Regions from separate parts of the Mus musculus genome. Here all the other regions are linked to region 3. Evidence: chromatin contacts called from public ChIA-PET, Hi-C and HiChIP or PLAC-seq data. All regions are on one chromosome and are shown on one strand. Each heading gives the region's core, a stretch centred on a gene start, on an enhancer-like site or on the middle of the called end of the contact. The rest is flanking DNA. Distances are from core to core; before and after follow the strand shown. Region 1 overlaps Msh3 (mutS homolog 3). Region 2 overlaps A830009L08Rik (RIKEN cDNA A830009L08 gene). Region 3 holds the start of Zcchc9 (zinc finger, CCHC domain containing 9). Region 4 overlaps Msh3 (mutS homolog 3). Region 5 holds the start of Rasgrf2 (RAS protein-specific guanine nucleotide-releasing factor 2). Region 6 overlaps Ssbp2 (single-stranded DNA binding protein 2).

Region 1 (2,700 bases), core at 1-2,500, 430 kb before region 3:
CTCTTCTGGACAGATTTAAGGTATATAATGAATGTATCTGGAAGCCTATGATGTGTGTTATCTCAGATAACAATCCTAACCAGAAGGTAGATGAGCACGTTAGATGGGTGTGTGCAGTTCTTAGTACTTATCTTCCTTACTCTGACATCTTGGGATGGGGAAAGGACTTATATCTTCCCTATTTTTATAAGTAGTACAGACATTGCTTTTAAAATGTAAATGTGATAAATATTTGTAATATCTACCTTTGTACCACAAATGTGTTACCCTTGGTACCACATTTGACTATGAAACATCTACCATGGGAACTTTCTAGCAGTGAGATGGTAATAACAAGTGGTCAAGGAAAAGTCATTTCAGAGAGGAAATGAAAATGTGACCCTGGTTAAGGGACGTCTGTCCTGCCCAGACCTGTGGAAAGGCTTTGAGGCAGGAGTAATCTTATAGCCAACCTCCTGGCTGGTCACTGAAGAGCAAAAATAAGTCTTCTGGCACCAGAGGAACCTTGTAGACAGGTGGACTAAGTAAGAAAGCAGGCAAAGAGACCAAGAACGCCTGCTGCATCTGTGCTGTGTCTAGGGCAGGTTCTGAAAAGAGGCAGTCATCTGTGCAAGGAGCAGTGGGCCAAAGCAGGTGCCATGGTTAGCTCGGGCTTCTGAGAAGATGCACTGCGCCATCGGAATCTTTGTGTCCCCTCCAGAGTCACTCTTAGAAATCCTGAGCACCGAGTTGACGGTGGTAAGGACTGTTTCCAGTCACTGGAGTTGGTTAGATTGTAAGAGAGGATCCTCCTGCATAGGATTAGTACCCTTAAGAAAGGGCCCGAGAGGGTTCATGTGCCCCTTTAGCCTTGTGAGCACCCAGCCAGAAGTTGGCTATGTGCACAGACACAGATCCTGGGCTTCTCTGCATCCAGAATGGGGAAATAAATGTTTGTTATGTATAAGCTAAGAGAGTGCAGGGTGGCATTGAGAAAGGAAGATAAAAGGAGGGGGAGGGGAAGGAAAAGAAAGGCAGGTCAGCCTTGACTGTGACACTTGGACACATTTTCAGTGCTCTGAGAGTCTGTGGAAGTGACAGCTTTTTGTGAAAAACAAGTTCTGTCTTAGTTATTAAGACTGTCACTTTGTCTGTCATACAGAGAGTGGACTGTGGTAAAGGAACACCGGAAAGGCTTGCCGAGAGCCTTGACAGCTGCCTACAGAGCAGCAACAGAGGTGGACACAGGAAGTAGTTATGTGTCAGTGCCTGGTGACTCATCACTGCTGTGTCTCCTGCTGGTGTTTATACTGCCTCTTATTGGAGGTCCTTTAGGGTTGATTAGAAAAATGCCATTTGGGTCTGGAGAGATGACTCAGCTATTAAGAACACTTCCTGCTCTTTCGGAAGACCTAGATTCGTTTCCCAGAACCCACCTGATGGCTCACAGCCATCCAATTGAAGGGAATCTAATACTCTGTTCTGACCTCCACAGGCACAAGGCATATATATATATATATATATATATATATATATATATATATATATATATACATACATGTGTGGTAAGCATATATGCACGTAAGCAAAACACTCATATACATAAAATAAATAAATCTTTAAAAATATCTCTATTTTAAAAAAAAGAATATGCCATTGGTCACTTGAAAGCAGTTGAGTTTAGTGAGCTGAAAAGCTAATTTTTTGTCTGAGCTCGCTCCTCAAATATAGGGGTGTTCTGGAACATTCTATTCCATAGTAACTGCCTCTCTACCCACACAGCTGATGCCAATGGCTTGCCCAGCCTCGCTCTTCTGGGTGTGTGCAGGTGAATCTTTGGGTAGAGTATAGAACCTCTGCTCTGGTATAGTTGTCTATGTCCTATAACTGAATTTAGGTTGAGAGCATTTAGTTTACCTGTCTTTAATTTATGGATAAAAAACTGAGGCCTACAAAACATATCAGCCTGTGCAAACTCTCTTGCAGAAACCACTTTTGCTGGCACAGCAGCCCATGTTTGATTCATAGTTATTCTTTTAAAGAATAGCTTGAGGTGTTGTTACCTTCTTCTTGGCCTGTAATTGTAAGTGATTTACAGGACTTTATTTATTTATTTATTTATACCATTCCTGTTCATCCCAATGATAGAAAACCTTTTGGTTTTTTTGATACCTTATGTAAATAATAGAGGGCTGAATCAAAGATATCAAGGGAAAGTACTCCCACAGAATGATGATTTCCCCTACTGTATGCCAGGTTCCTGTAGATAAGGCTTTGCATCCTATTAGACAGTGGTATCCTCATTTATGTAGTTCCCATTTTATGGATGAGTTTCTTTTTGGAGGACCTAACATGGTAGAATGGAAATGTTCTACACATTTTGGCCTCTTATTTACCTTTTAATTTTTTTTTTGTCCTATTTATTTATTTATTTATTTAGGTTTTTTCGAGTCAGGGTTTCTCTGTGTAACCCTGTCATGCCACCACCGCAGGCTTTATTTATCTTTCTAAAACATAGCTGTGACTGTCTCATACTTCATAGCTTGTATTTTAAATTTAATGACACAGGTAAATCCTACATTTTCAAAAAAAGCATTGGACAATTTTTAGCCATGCTATTGTATCATATTAAACAGTATGAATGGACCCTAGTTGTCCCTAAAAAAAAAAAAAATTGTTTCTAACACGCTGTTATAAGTGTTTATGCCGCAGTGCTTCAGC
Region 2 (2,700 bases), core at 154-2,653, 440 kb after region 3:
CACCTGTCCAGCAGCTCTGGTTTTGGCAGTGCGGTCCTGATGCCTGCATTGCTGGACCCAGCTTGAGAGCTTCCTAAAATATCCCTGGGGCTGATGCAATAGCAGTTTGTGGCGGAGCTGCATTGCCATGTGGTGATGGAATAACCTGGTGATGTAGAGGGAGCCTTTTAAGTCTTCGTGGGATCTGACCCAACGAGCCCTACTGAGAACAAGCCAGGTGGCACAGTGGTTAGTTCTCCGGTGTGGGAAGAATGGCGTTCCCCTTCACCCATCTACATCACTGCTCAGCCAGGGCATGGCAACTCTCAGGAGGGCAGTCCTGAGCAGTCCTGAGCAGTCCTTTCACAACCCTTCAGCTCTCTGAATGTCAAGAGATGCAAGGTTACCTAGTCCACCTTCACCCTGAAGAGAGCCCCCTGCTCTAGAATACCTTCTGGGTGACGACCAACTTGTGTTAGGGAAAGGAAGAGGAGCCCCTGGTCTGAAAGAAGAACTGAAAGATATTAGGACACAGTAGCACCCTAAGCTAGGCTATGGTCATCTCCAAATAAAAATGGTTGCTCAAGTTCTATGCCAGCTCTGGTTGTGCACAACAATTTGAATTTTCCATTGTGACTTCATCTTGCCAAAGAGTAAAACTCTTTTCTCCCTCTCCCAGGCCATTCTGTCTCTTAGAGGGTCAAGTGGGTCTGGCCCGAAGGGAAAAAAAATCCCCTTTACTAAAATGTAAAGTGCCAATCACCCCTACCTTCATCCCCACCCCTGATGCCCAAAGTGCTCAAAACTAAAATCTGCTGCATCTTTTCAGCAAGTAATCAACACAAGTTGAAAGACACATGCTGTTGCATTTCTGATCAGATTGTATGTGAGGCAGGAAAATATACTGCCCCCGTGCCCCTCCCCGCCTCATTTTAAAACATTTTTTTGGGGGGTGGCTAAATGCATGTCTGTTTAAAGAAGCCACCAGGCAGTGCCTCTCACTTTGTCTTGGCAGGGCACAACCATCAGACGAAGTGGGAGGAAGAAACATTAACTTCAACAGCTGTTTCTTGACCCCGGCTGTCAGTCTTCCCAAGAATAAATTTTGGAGAGTCCTATTTGAAACAAAGAGGGAGTTTTGGGGGAGAGAAAAGTTGGTTGGTTCCAGGGCAGCCGCCCAAAGAAGCAGGGAACAAGATGTTTGCAGTTACCACGCAGCCTGCAAGCCTCTGCCGGGTGCAGGCAAGGAGCAAAGTAACTTGAAAGCTCCCCTCTCGGCGCCCTGTGCCTGCAGCTTCCCCCCCTAACGCGCGCCCAGATCCAGCGCCGGTGGTAAGAGCCGAAGCTCGACTACAGTAATTCCCCAGCTCGGGCGGCTTGAAACTGCTCGGGCTGAATAGCATTTGCTGTTCCGTCCTGTGGCAGCCTCCCGCCGCCGCTGCCGCGCTCCCTGCAAAGCAGCTCTCATTATCCCGGAAGTTGTGCTGACACAGTCTCGCTGCCACCAGAAGTTTGTCAACATCAAACTTCTCCTGTGTGGGGTACGTTCACCTTCCACGAGTATTTAATCGAGCCAACAAGCAAACAAACAAACCCAAATAAACCTGCCCGTGATGTCATGGTCTTTTTTTTTCCCCCCTCTCTCTTTCCTGGAAAGGCTGGGGGCTTTTGGGAATTTGCTGGTGGGCTCTGAGAGCGACTGTGGGTTTCTAGAGGCTGGGTTGGGGCGGGGGGCAGGGACCTGCTCGAGTGGGCAGTGAGAAAGGGGCTGCGGGGCACTTGGGGCTGGAGGCTGGAGGGCTTGCAGAGAGAACTGGGGCCGAGCGGCAGATTGGTCCTGCAGCCTGTTGGCTTCCGCTTGTTTTTGAGGTTGCACCAGTTGGGCGAAGGTGGCTTTGCATCCTAGCCCCGCCACAAAGGTTATTTGAAAGCAGTGGCTAGGCAAAGTAGAAGAGTGCCTCCCCACCGCCTATGCCCACTGTGCATTTAAAACTCTTACAGGACGTTTAAACCTTTTTCGGAATAAAGGGCGTTGAGGTCATAAAATGAATTTTGAGACTTCACACTGCCACACAAGGGGAATCCTGGGATATAACCATTTCTGTCCTTAGTGGGTCTGTTCAGATACCAAGATGAACTCTCTAAACTTCAGACTCCGTGCCCTTTCAGCTCTCCTCTATAGTTTAAGTTGCCAGGCACCTGGTTTGGGTGTTTGTGGTTTACAGTTGCTCCCCACTTAGATGCTTGGTGCTACCCCCAAAGCTAGGGTGAGGAGTGGACAAGGCAGCTGGGATGAACCCTTTCCCTTTCATACATACGTTTAGACATTCCATCCTGCTCAGTTTGGGTGGGCCTGAAAGAACTGAGAGGGAATGGGCCTTCTTGAAGCTTGGGCACCACAGTTTTTCCAGCAAGGGGCTGATGAAAGGAGTTGCTGATCCTGACTTTGGATTTAATTTCTGGGGGCTAGAGCTACTGCATTCAAATCCAGGACCTTAGATAATGGGGGTGATACCCCCCCATTTCCAAGGTTATACACGGGTAACCACAAGGGTCCAGTGTCTCAACAGTGGGCAGACCAAAGCCTGGCTCCTTGAATTGGAGTCGTATCCACAGAAGAGACAGCAGTATTCTTCCCTATCCTCAAAAATAAATTTGAGTGGAAATAAACATCTCCGAAGAGAAATTATCCAACTCTACCCTTGCTGGAACGGGGAGGAA
Region 3 (2,700 bases), core at 126-2,625:
GATTTTCCATTTAAGGAAAACTGGGCCCATTTTAACTCTTTATCCAGCTAACGGATGTAGTAAGGAATGGGGATCAATTATGTGAGAGGCAATCAGGATACAGTAAAACTTATTATACAATCCTCTGTGAAAAGAATCAAAAAGCATGGCCTGGGAGAGGATGTTTCAGAGGCTTAGATAAGAATAAAATCTTGGAAGACTTGAAACAGAACATAATTAAAGAAACCAGAGTATTATGTAAGCAGAACAGCGTATGTAAATCCTGGTGCTAAACAAAAAGAAGATGGGAGAAGGCCCCTTCGTACAGAGCTTAAATAGGACAGAGATTGTAACAAATGCTCTTCCAGAGTTTGAATATCATCTCAACATTGAGAAAAGATGGAAGGGGTTTAGTCTGGAAGACACCAATTGGATCTGGCGCTCTGACTTATATTTTCAAAAGTTCACTTGTGTAAAACATCTGGGCAAAAACGTCTGCCCAGATGAGCTGCAAAAATTCGGGCCAACACAGTGAAAGCTGAGACAAGGAACGAACGGGACAGTCAGTAGAGACAAAAGGCGAGAAGAGGCAGTGGATCAAATATTTAAGAGGCAAAATAAACAGAGCCTGATGGAGGACTAAATGTGTACGTCCATGCCGTTTCTCACTGAACAAACCTGGGGGAGGCTTCCCGAGCGAGGGAGGGCGGGGGAGCACTAATAGGACGGAGGACTAGAATTTTATTGAAAAATGAACTCCGGCCACCAACTGTGAATTAACGCCAGGCAGGGCAATCATGAAGTACCACTCAGAAGCAATAGGTGCTCCGAAGGTCTCTTCAGACTTGCATCTCAGCGACTCTCTTGGTGCGCTGACACTGCGGAGCCTCGGCTCTCTCTCTCTCTCTTTCTCTCTCTCTCTCTCTCTTTCTCTCTCTCTCTCTCTCTCTCTCTCTCTCTCTCTCTCTCTCTCTCTCTCTCTCTCTCTCTCTCCCTCTCTCTCTCTCCCTCTCTCTCTCCCCCCCCTCTCTCTGTCTGTCTCTGTCTGTCTCTGTCTCTGTCTATCTCTCTCTCTCTCTCTCTCTCTCTCTCTCTCTCTCTCTCACTATTTCGCTACTATTTCAAATTCATTGAAATATATTGTCCAATTCAAAGGACCGTGTAAGGAAGACCTTCCTCCCAAGAGTCCTTCCGTCATCTAGACTGCACATTCTGGGACCGCACAGACTGGGCGCTCATTATCTTTGTGTCCGGGGACTCCAGTGCAGCGCCCTTACAAACAAACACTACACGACCCACAAACTGGCACAAGCCAGCCACCTTCCCCAGTTTAAGACCCACAAACACCTCACGCTTCCCTTGCTTGGCCTGCCGGAAGTGACGCGTGGAGACGGTGCACTTCCGGTCTCTATGGCCGCGATCTCATCCGGGGCCGGGCTTCTCTGGTTCGTTGTCTCAGCTGCTCTGGAGGATTCAGACCCGGTAAGGAGCTACGCGGGTACCACCGGTTAAGGCGTGGGCGCCTCTGTGCTACCTTGGCCGACTGGGGCCGGACTCCTGCGGGAGATCGCGAGGGCAGAGCCCGGGAGCTAGCTTGTCGGATCGCCGGCTCCGTTGCTGGGAGCGGGCCCCGCAGGCCTGCTAGGGTGCCCGCGGGTCGCAGTGCTGGGGCGGGCATGGAGAAGCGATGCCGCGCGTGCGGGGGCACCAGGGCTGTCCGGCTGTCCCGTGTCACCCTCCAGACACCCAGAGTCTCACATTCCGGGTGTGCGGGAGGAGGATCCGCCCTCTTGGTGACGGGGGACCGGTGCACTGTAAAGTGGCATACAGCGTCACTCACCGGCCCTGAAAGCATGTTGCAGACTCCTGGTGCCAAGGCTTTAAGTTGCCTGGCACACTGGATGCTGCCCTGAAAGTGGCAACTCGGTAGTTGAAATAATCCTTTGATTGTGTCTGGTGTATTCATTCATTAAAGAAGAAAAAGAAACTGTTCTCAGAATTGCTAGGTAGTATGCAAAGTAAAATACTCAATTTTATGTTGGAGCCAAATAATTCGTCTTAAAATACACTCCTTTTAAAACTGCTTACATCTGCATTCTAAATGAAAATCTCTAATTATGCATTTATTAAAGGTAAACAAACAAGATTTCTTAATGTGAAGTTTATTTTACAATTTGGATCACTAAAATGGGTTCATTGAAAATGACTTAAAGCCGGGCGTGGTGACGCATGCCTTTAATCCCAGCACTCTGGGAGGCAGAGGCAGACGGATTTCTGAGTTCGAGGCCAGCCTGGTCTACAAAGTGAGTTCCAGGACAGCCAGGGCTACGCAGAGAAACCCAGTCTCGAAAAACCGAAAAAAAAAAAAAAAAAGAAAATGACTTAAAACCATTAGACTGCAAATGGCAGTCACCCTCATTAAATAAGAGAAGACTGCCATGTGACTACAGACACTTTATAGACTGCCTTTATACATCTACAGGGGAAAGACAGACGAAAGGACAAGACTTGTGTATGTTTACTAATGTGCTTTGCAAGTAGTTGCATTGAAATGGCAAACTAAGCAAGCAGATTGGGAGAAGGCAGACTGGTTTAAAGGTAGGAAAAGAAATGGCCAGGACGACGGCAGGGTTTAAGAGGACCATTTACAGTATTTACATATGATTTCTAACTTAAAAATCATTTGCTGGCAAAATATTTTCTAGTTTTAACTAAGCATAT
Region 4 (2,700 bases), core at 190-2,689, 490 kb before region 3:
CTTCCAGGAAGGTAGAAATGGAAATGAGGACATGGGTTACACAGTGTTTCCCATGTGCTCCTGTGTCAGTAACAGATGTGTTGTGGAACGTGTGCTGCATCCTCCCCAGGCGTTTGTGTGCTGGCTAGTTTTATGTCAGCTTGACATGAGGCAGAGTTATTTAGGTTGAGTAACTCAATTAAGAAAATAGCCTCACAAGATTGGCCTGTGGACAAGTCTGTGAGGCAGGTGATTCATGTAGGAGAGCCTAGTTCACTGTGAGTGCTGTGTCCCCTAGGGTGAGCTGTAAAAATGTAGGCCGAGCAAGCTGGGGAGCGAGCCAGTAAGCAGCACTCTTCCATGGCTTTTCCATGAGTTCTTGCCTCTGGTTCCTAACATAAGAACCTGGTCTGAACCCCTTCACGAAGGACAAGTCCTTCCCAAGTTGCTTTTGGTCACTCTGTTTATCACTGCAGTAGAAACTCTAAGACAGATAATTAACTGGACTTATAATACCAGGCATGGGTCTTATGGACTTGATCCAATCGACTGAGAGCAGCAGCTGGTTACCTCACAACAGTCTTGCCGCTATTGCACAGGTAGACACGTATTGTATGGCACTTTGGTTTTGTGGTTCGTCGGCTTCACAGCTCGATATGACAATCCATGCCCTCTACCCTTACCCTCAGCAACTTGCATGGTGCCTTCCAGTACTTGGGATGCTTCTTACAGGGCGTTAGTTTCCACCTCAGATCCAGCTTGGTTTTCTCTGTCTTGTAACCAACATATGCAGTGCCCTCGGCAATAGGTTGTCTGTTGTTTGTTTGTTTGTTTGTTTTCTCATTCTGGTCTATAATTAAGAGTACTGACAAGTGGCCATGTTTTGGGGCGGGGGCTGGCCTCCTTCCTCTAACTAGCTCCAATTGAAATACACCACAACTAGGACTGGGAACTTTAATTTTTAACCCACTGCTTCTCGCAGCATGTTAACTTCCTTTAGTCTGTCTTTTGAGTTTTTCTATTTGGATTACAAGATTTTTTTCTCCCTATATTACCTTTTAGTACTCCTTCATTTGGGTTAACCCTTCTCCATGCTCCTCTTGTTTCTGCAGCTCTACAATACCTGCGGAAACTTCCCGGCTCTTCAACTTTCTCCTTCCTACTTTATTTTAATTTATATTTTTCCACTCTCCCTTTCTTAAAGTGCCACAGTCCCCAGTTTCCTGGTTTCCACAGGTATTCAGTTCTCCACATTAAACAGACAGAGGTAAAGCCAACATCTGCTGTGAGAAAGAGCGTGTTGTCTTTGTCCTGAGACTGGGCTGCCTTTTTCAGTACTTTTTTTTCCCCCATTTCACCCATTTCCCTACACATTTCCTTTTTGGGTAAATCACACTCTTGTGTGCGTGAACTGCATTTCCTGTCTGATCACGGCTGCTTGTGTTTCCTTACTGTTGTGAGTAGCAGCGGTGCATACGGCTGTACTGCTGTCTGTGGTATGATAGACTGTACTACAGCTGGGCCATCCATATGGGAGTTTTAGTTCTAATTTTTAAAGAAACCTCTAGATTCATTTCTAAAATGGCTGTACTGGTTTATACTCCATGCTAGTGGTTTTTGGTCATTTGTGTTCTTTATGAAAGAAAAAATGAAAACTTTCCATGTATTATTTATTTTGCAAAAACAAAACAAAATTACAAAAAATTAAAAATGGTGCTGCTGCTATGCTTTGCCACCATCAGTAATCAGGTGAAAGCACGATTCACACCCAAGCCCATCTGTGTAGAGGGAACTCTGTCAAATTCCTTGCTTGGACACATACAGCAATAGTTGTAATCGGCCCATTTGCAGGCTCTGAGGACGGCCCTCCCACGTGGGATCTATCTAGGTCATTCTGGATTTTCTGCTTCCTGCATTTTCTTTGTGTAGGGATATCAGGAGAACCTTACTGAGGAATAGATGATGATCGTGTGTCATTCCATATCAAGTCGGCAGCAGCAGCAGCACTACCCAGTGAATGCTGCCTGTACAGGTGGGCAGCATTCTCTCTCTCTCTCTCTGTCTCTCTCTCTCTCTGTGTCTCTCTCTGTCTCTCTGTTTCTCTCTCTGTCTCCCTCTCTGTCTGACTCACTCACTCTCTCTCTGACTCACTCTCTCTCTCTCTCTCTCTCTCTGGTTTTTTCCAGACAGGGTTTCTCTGTGTAGCCCTGACTGGCCTCGAACTCAGAAATCTGCCTGCCTCTGCTTCCCAAGTGCTGGGATCAAAGGCGTGCGCCACCACTGCTCAGTCAAAATGCTCCTTTATTTAATGAGCTGTTCTGGGGAAGTCCTGAGAATTTAGGAAGCTCAATGTCATGTTCTTGTTGTGTACATACGTGTTAAGCCATCATTGATCACTAAAGGTAGTATGTTGGTTATTGAAGCCAGCTACTAACAGGACCTCCCAAATTCGGTGGTTCTAACAGTGAAAGTAATGTATTTATATGTTCATTACATTAAAAACCCAAGGTCTTTCCATAGTTTAAAAACCAATGTGGTCTTTCTGGTTTAGAGTGGGATAGAAGTGTGATGTCACAGATGTTCTGGGATGCCGTATGAGTCCCTAGGTCACCCTGGACAGTGCCAGAGGGAGGGGAAGAAGGAAGCACGTGTGTCCGTCCACAGAGCCCTGTCTGCTTGTTTGTAGGGGAGGGAGAGGGATAAGTGTGTCCTGAGTGCCCA
Region 5 (2,700 bases), core at 5-2,504, 320 kb before region 3:
TCAGCCTGTGTGTGACAGTTTGGCCTCTGAGGACAGTGTCTGCCCTGACAGCACTTTCCCTGATAAGGTTATCCCCTCTCTCCTTATTTAAAATGGCATACTGAACATTTGGCTTTTAAAAAAAATCATAATCACATAACAGGTGTCCAAAAGTAATTGACATTTGCTGGCTTTCAGGGAACACTCGACTTCTCCTATCAACAGCCACAGCTAGTTTTGATCTCTACAGTGCCGGTAGAAGCTGAAAAGCCAACATTGTGGTTTATGCAAAGTCACCTTGTGACTCCATTTGCTGCTACTGATCCTTTTTGTGAGTGTGAGTTCTGGCACATGAGCTGTAAACATGTGTGCCTCTCAGTGCCCATACATCTGTCTGTGTCCTGTCTGTAAGTGCTCATGTCTGATGAGTATGTTTATGAATGCACATTTGCATGTAAATGCATGTTTGTGAACATGTGTGTATGTGACAGAAAAGGCCAGTGTATGTGTGTGTGTGTGTGTGTGTGTGTGTGTGTGTGTGTGTGTTTCTGTCTAGGTGTATGTTTTTCTGGTGATTGTGTGAATGTGTATATGATTATAAATGTGTATGCACTGAGTACAGTAAATATTAGGGTGTTTGAGATAGCACTAAGATATGTAGATATATGTAGTTGCCTGCTTAAGTACAAATTTGTAGGTTTGCGTTTTTCAGAAGTGCATACTGTGGATGTACTTTTGTAATTGTGAATGTATATCTGTGTGCCTAGGAATGTGCTATACATGACTGTACATTGCAGTCTTATGTGTATGACTGTGAGCATTGGATTAAAGAGTATTTGGTAATTTATGTTGTGAGTGCATGTATGCTTGTATGCCTGTGCTTATTGTATTTGGGTGCATGTGTGATTTTGTGCGCGAATATGAGCGTTGTGTGTTTGTGTGCATGCTTCAGTCTCCATGTGTATGTTCAGTGTGCGTTTGCCTGTGTATGCATGAGAGCACATTTGTGAGTGTTTGTGCTGTGAGCGACTGGGCGCTACCAAGCTCGCTCCTGCTCCTCCTGGGCGATCTGCCCCATCCAGGCTTGGCCTGGACAGAAGCAGAGGCCAGGGTCCTGGCAGGCGACTGAAGGATGTGCGCTGGGGTGAGCACGCAGCGCCTCCGCGGCCGCCACCGCGCCGGCTTTACCCTTTAAATCGGTCTCCAAGCCGCTTACTGCTGATCTCCCACGTGACGTTTTACCTTCTGTCTCCCGGAGCGCGTTGCCCGAGGACAGTCCTCTGGCTGCCGCGCGCCTCATAGCATAGCGCAGCCCGCCGCAGAGGCTGGGCTCCCGCAATACTTCGGGTGGAGTGACACTGGTGCGGGCGCCCTCGGAGGGCCACTCGTCACCGGGCTTCCGGGGAACAGGAGGCGTCGGGGGCCGGAGAGGGCGCGGTCGGGGAGGAGACGGTGCTGGTGCTCCAGCCCGGATAGGCGCCCTAGGTCTGGGCGGCGAGCGGGGTGCCCCGTGGCAGGCAGTCTGCGGTGCGTCCTCCCGGAGGGCAATCTGCGATGACCCCGCCAAGAAGCTGAGGCTACGACTCGAACGCCCTCCGCGCCCTCGCCATGCAGAAGAGCGTGCGCTACAACGAGGGGCACGCCCTGTACCTGGCCATGCTGGCGCGCAAGGAGGGCACCAAACGCGGCTTCCTGAGCAAGAAGGCTGCAGAGGCGAGCCGCTGGCACGAGAAGTGGTTCGCTCTCTACCAGAATGTGCTCTTTTACTTCGAAGGCGAGCAGAGCGGCCGGCCAGCGGGCATGTACCTTCTAGAGGGCTGCAGCTGTGAGCGGACGCCTGCACCACCCAGGACCAACGCAGGACCCGCAGGCGCCCGGGACGCTTTGGACAAGCAGGTACCTCGAACCCTCCTTTCCCTGGCTTCCAACCCCAGACGCCTCGCTGTCTTGCTTGTCCGACTCTGGTGCTGGGTGGACAGCTGACAGCGCAGGGACAAGTGCTTGGAGACCCTGTAGCAACGCATGTCCCTGTGAGTGAGCAGAGAGATTCTGACACCACCATCCTTTAACCCCACCACCTAGCGACCAGCTGGGCTAGAGACCAGGCTGGTTTAGCTTAGCTTAGGTTTTGGTTTTTATTATTTATTTATTTATTTATTTATTTATTCCTTCGCAATCCTCTTAGAGGTTAGGTCAGATTTCTCTCAGTTTCTTCCCTAACCACTCCGTGCTGTTCTAGACCTTAATGTGGCAAGTGTCTGTTGACACCTGTTGGATTTAGATTGGTTTGGTGAGACCAAACTACCCTATTTCGGAAAGTTTGGTTTCTTTTTTCACTGGCTCCGGACCGGCAGAGTTCTTTACCTGCCAGTGATGGCTTACCCGTAGTTCTGGGCACCAATCCCACTACCAAGACGGACGCGTTTGTTGGTCCTTGTCAATCATGCGTTGTAGTTTAGGTCTTGAGAATGTTTGCCCACCGAGGTCAGCATAAAGACACTGTCTCCCAAGAATTAGCATTTGTCCCTGAGTTTATGTTTAAAAACATGGGCATTTAAAAAGAACGCTCTGTACTTTAAAGTAAATGAGACCTTTTAGTTGTAGGTCATAATTTGAATGGGTTTGTTGTGTGCTCAAGGCGTGGAGAAGGCAATGGCTTAACCTCTGAATCCCATTCCTGCAAAATAGGAACCATATTGATTTCAAATGCCATTTGTTTAT
Region 6 (2,700 bases), core at 64-2,563, 320 kb after region 3:
ACAGAAAGAGCTGGAGTACACTTCAGAGGATGCTCAGTTCTTCCTGGGCTAGGACATGAAGCAGAGGTCTGAGCATGGTGAGCTGTTTGAATAGGGGACTCTTCTAGACAGAAACCCAGCAAGGAAGGCAGTAACAGATACAACGAGGATGTGAAGAGACCCAAATTCACTGGTCATCAGAGATGAGAGCTGAAGTAATGATAGACAACTTGCAAATACCAGACTGAAAAAAGAGAGGTCAATACCAAACAGGCAGCCCACTTAACCATCACAGGCACCTGACACCAAGCCTCACAAAAGAGGAGTCCAAATCCTTGGACCCACATGGTGAAGGAAGAGAGCTGCCTCCCATGAGTGGTCCTCTAACCTTCACACACATGCTGTTACATGTGAAATCACACACACACATACGTGCACGCACACAAAAATAAATAAATGAATCAATCAATCAAACAAACAAACAATGTGATGAAAATATTTTCTTAAATGCCAAGAATCAATGAAAAGAAGAAGAGAGATGCTGTCTGTTATAAAACAGAGTAATACAGGTTGAGTATTCCTAGCCCAAAAATGAAATGTGCAGACGAGAGATGACTCCGCAGGTAAAGGTGTGATTTCTATCAACCATATGGCCAACAACCCCCTGTATATAACTCCAGTCGCAGCTGATCCAACACCCTCTTCTGACCTCCTCTGATACTACAGACATGTGGTATACAGACATACAGACAGACAAACCACCCATCATAAAAATAAAATAAAATAAAATAAAATAAAATAAAATAAAATAAAATAAAATGAGAGAACAATTCATCTGAAGTGCCCCAAACTGTGGGATATACTAACATATTTCCATTAACAGAAAATACCACATGTGTTTCATATGATGACTTAATGTCAAAATGCTGCTACACTAAAACTACTGCTTAAATCACCTTTTAGGTTATATGCTTAATATGAAAAATAATTAAACTTCATACTTACAAATGAGTCTCATCCCCAAATTATCTCAAATGTATATACAAATTGATAGACGTTTCAGGCAACTAAGATGGCCACTCCAAAGAACCAGATGAGAAGTCAACAAGTACAAATTATGAACTATGTACACACTGGGCATTAAAAATTCTCAGATCTGCTTCAAAATTTTCAAGTTTGTAGATGTAGGTCTGTGAAGGAGAGGCTGCCAAGGACAGGAGCAGTTAGTAAGATATAGAAGAAAACTGGCTGAGCTGCAAACAAGGAGCTTACAGAACCAATCATGAAAGTCCTTCAGAGTAGTCTCTACGTGTGTAAAGGCTTTCACTTTCCTTATCAGCTATTTTAAGGTGTTGTGAGGAAAAAAAAAACCACAAGATCTTTAGCAAGACACCATTTATATAAACATGTACACCACCATAACTTTTTTATTTTTTGTTTTGTTTTTGTTTCATTTTGTTTGATTTTGAGATGAGGTCTCAATATGCAGCCCTGGCTGCCCTGGAACTTTCTATACAGAGCAGGCTGGCCTCAAACATAACAGAGACCCACCTGCCTCTCTGCCTCCCAAAAGCTAGGACTAAAGACACATGTGTGCCACACCATACATTTTTTAAATACACAGGCATCTCTCATCAAACACCTCTATGAATGTCAATCAATAGAAGCAGCAAATGAGAATGGAAACAAGGTGAGAACATTTTAAACAAGTTAAATAAGGCAAGACCTTATACTACTAAAGCTAACAGCATGCTAGGAGCTCAATAGAAACCCTGAGCAAATGCTCATGGTCACAACTAGATCTTACTTAGAAGAAGGGCTTGTCCTACGCCACATCTTCCACCCACTAAATTACAAGACCCAGGCTGGCCAAAAAGCACTCCAGAAGTCAAACTGCAGAGAGTGGAATAGTCCAAACTCAGAAATGCTCTCAATCCAGCATGTGGGCTACCAATCCAGCATGTGGACTACCAGTCCAGCATGTGGACTACCAGTCCACACATGGATGAAAGAGGAATCAAGCCCAGAACTAGACCTGCCCCTTTGACCGTAGCAATAATCCACTGTTGTAATTTAAAGCTGAACACCCCTGCTGGAATTCAAGCTTCGTAAAATAGTATTTAGTCCCACAGTGCCACTACTCTTGGCAACCACAGAAGCAGTTAAATGCTACATAGCTTAAATACTGCCCATCACCTTCATGAGCTTCCAAAGAATGCCCTACTGTTCTTCAATATAGAAGCTCTCTTGTGCTCATGCTAGGCGTCTTTGCTTCTTTCAGATGAACACAATATTTTTAAATACCATTAGTTTCTCCAAAAAGAATTATCCTCTACCTGTCTTTTTCTATTTTTATTTGCACCCTACATTTCCTACCAGGTCAGTATTCAGAACCTTCCATGGCATGAATGAATGAACCAAGTCCCACAGCGACTGCAAGCAGTTTCCCTGATGACTTCAGCACACAGACTTTTCCTTCTTTAATTTCTTTTTCACTTACTCTGTGCACCATTCAATTAGCACCTTATTATACTAACACCTCGTTTAACCAGCATCATTGGGAAAGCAAAGTGTTCATCAGAAGTGAATTTTCCAGACAACATAAGCATTAATTTAGAAGGCAAAAAAAGTGACGTGAAAACTGTTCTCTCCATAGTTACAGACAGATCCCAGTTCAAACCAAGTCTGATCCTCTGAGCTAAGTTTCAACAAATGTCATCA

The links. A called contact is a pair of places that touch in the nucleus more often than the background predicts. ChIA-PET counts read pairs in DNA pulled down with a chosen protein or histone mark. HiChIP or PLAC-seq counts read pairs in DNA pulled down with a chosen protein or histone mark.
Region 1: an HNF4G HiChIP or PLAC-seq map of pancreatic cancer cells shows a contact between it and region 3. The contact joins the enhancer-like site here to the promoter of Zcchc9 in region 3. A contact is called at or near these places in 1 of 39 promoter capture datasets (the 3T3-L1 cell line), 1 of 484 Hi-C or Micro-C datasets (cerebral cortex) and 4 of 115 datasets of contacts at active chromatin or transcription factors (craniofacial prominence, embryonic stem cells, microglia and 1 more).
Region 2: a contact with region 3 is called in a Hi-C map of nephron progenitors, with 5 times the contacts expected there. The contact joins the enhancer-like site here to the promoter of Zcchc9 in region 3. A contact is called at or near these places in 5 of 39 promoter capture datasets (embryonic stem cells, liver, neural stem cells and 1 more), 17 of 484 Hi-C or Micro-C datasets (B cells, CD4 T cells, CD8 T cells and 10 more), 6 of 115 datasets of contacts at active chromatin or transcription factors (bone marrow-derived macrophages, forebrain, memory CD8 T cells and 3 more) and 2 of 9 other capture datasets (adipose tissue and liver).
Region 4: a contact with region 3 is called in an RNA polymerase II ChIA-PET map of memory CD8 T cells, with 7 read pairs. The contact joins the enhancer-like site here to the promoter of Zcchc9 in region 3. A contact is called at or near these places in 1 of 39 promoter capture datasets (cranial neural crest) and 4 of 115 datasets of contacts at active chromatin or transcription factors (the SCID.adh cell line, bone marrow-derived macrophages, forebrain and 1 more).
Region 5: a contact with region 3 is called in a Hi-C map of cortical neurons, with 2.4 times the contacts expected there. The contact joins the promoter of Rasgrf2 here to the promoter of Zcchc9 in region 3. A contact is called at or near these places in 1 of 39 promoter capture datasets (hippocampal neurons) and 2 of 484 Hi-C or Micro-C datasets (cerebral cortex and cortical neurons).
Region 6: a contact with region 3 is called in a Hi-C map of Th1 cells, with 2.5 times the contacts expected there. The contact joins the enhancer-like site here to the promoter of Zcchc9 in region 3. A contact is called at or near these places in 3 of 484 Hi-C or Micro-C datasets (CD8 T cells, Th1 cells and uterus), 3 of 115 datasets of contacts at active chromatin or transcription factors (bone marrow-derived macrophages, embryonic forebrain and embryonic stem cells) and 1 of 9 other capture datasets (adipose tissue).

The regions. Positions count from the first base shown.
Region 1 is chr13:92,240,186-92,242,885 of GRCm38.p6, reverse strand. All of the region lies in intron 19 of Msh3 (mutS homolog 3), which reads left to right. Among named protein-coding and RNA genes, the nearest start is that of Rasgrf2, 110 kb to the right of the region's middle. Within about 2 kb of position 1,250, at least 80 of the 459 cell types and tissues checked have an H3K27ac peak or open chromatin away from gene starts, as enhancers often do. A contact at or near this core is called in pancreatic cancer cells, where this site is marked.
Region 2 is chr13:91,369,719-91,372,418 of GRCm38.p6, reverse strand. It overlaps A830009L08Rik (RIKEN cDNA A830009L08 gene), which reads left to right. Exons shown (of 3, transcript NR_045161.1): 3 at 995-2,700. Among named protein-coding and RNA genes, the nearest start is that of A830009L08Rik, 17 kb to the left of the region's middle. Within about 2 kb of position 1,403, at least 412 of the 459 cell types and tissues checked have an H3K27ac peak or open chromatin away from gene starts, as enhancers often do. A contact at or near this core is called in B cells, CD8 T cells, the G1E-ER4 cell line and 18 more, where this site is marked.
Region 3 is chr13:91,806,371-91,809,070 of GRCm38.p6, reverse strand. Zcchc9 (zinc finger, CCHC domain containing 9) reads left to right here and starts at 1,375. Exons shown (of 6, transcript NM_145453.2): 1 at 1,375-1,461.
Region 4 is chr13:92,292,785-92,295,484 of GRCm38.p6, reverse strand. All of the region lies in intron 12 of Msh3 (mutS homolog 3), which reads left to right. Among named protein-coding and RNA genes, the nearest start is that of Dhfr, 61 kb to the left of the region's middle. Within about 2 kb of position 1,439, at least 20 of the 459 cell types and tissues checked have an H3K27ac peak or open chromatin away from gene starts, as enhancers often do. A contact at or near this core is called in memory CD8 T cells, where this site is marked.
Region 5 is chr13:92,130,382-92,133,081 of GRCm38.p6, reverse strand. Rasgrf2 (RAS protein-specific guanine nucleotide-releasing factor 2) reads left to right here and starts at 1,254. Exons shown (of 28, transcript NM_009027.4): 1 at 1,254-1,875. The coding sequence starts at 1,588.
Region 6 is chr13:91,483,059-91,485,758 of GRCm38.p6, reverse strand. The region is part of intron 1 of Ssbp2 (single-stranded DNA binding protein 2); the gene reads right to left. Among named protein-coding and RNA genes, the nearest start is that of Ssbp2, 23 kb to the right of the region's middle. Within about 2 kb of position 1,313, at least 64 of the 459 cell types and tissues checked have an H3K27ac peak or open chromatin away from gene starts, as enhancers often do. A contact at or near this core is called in CD8 T cells and Th1 cells, where this site is marked.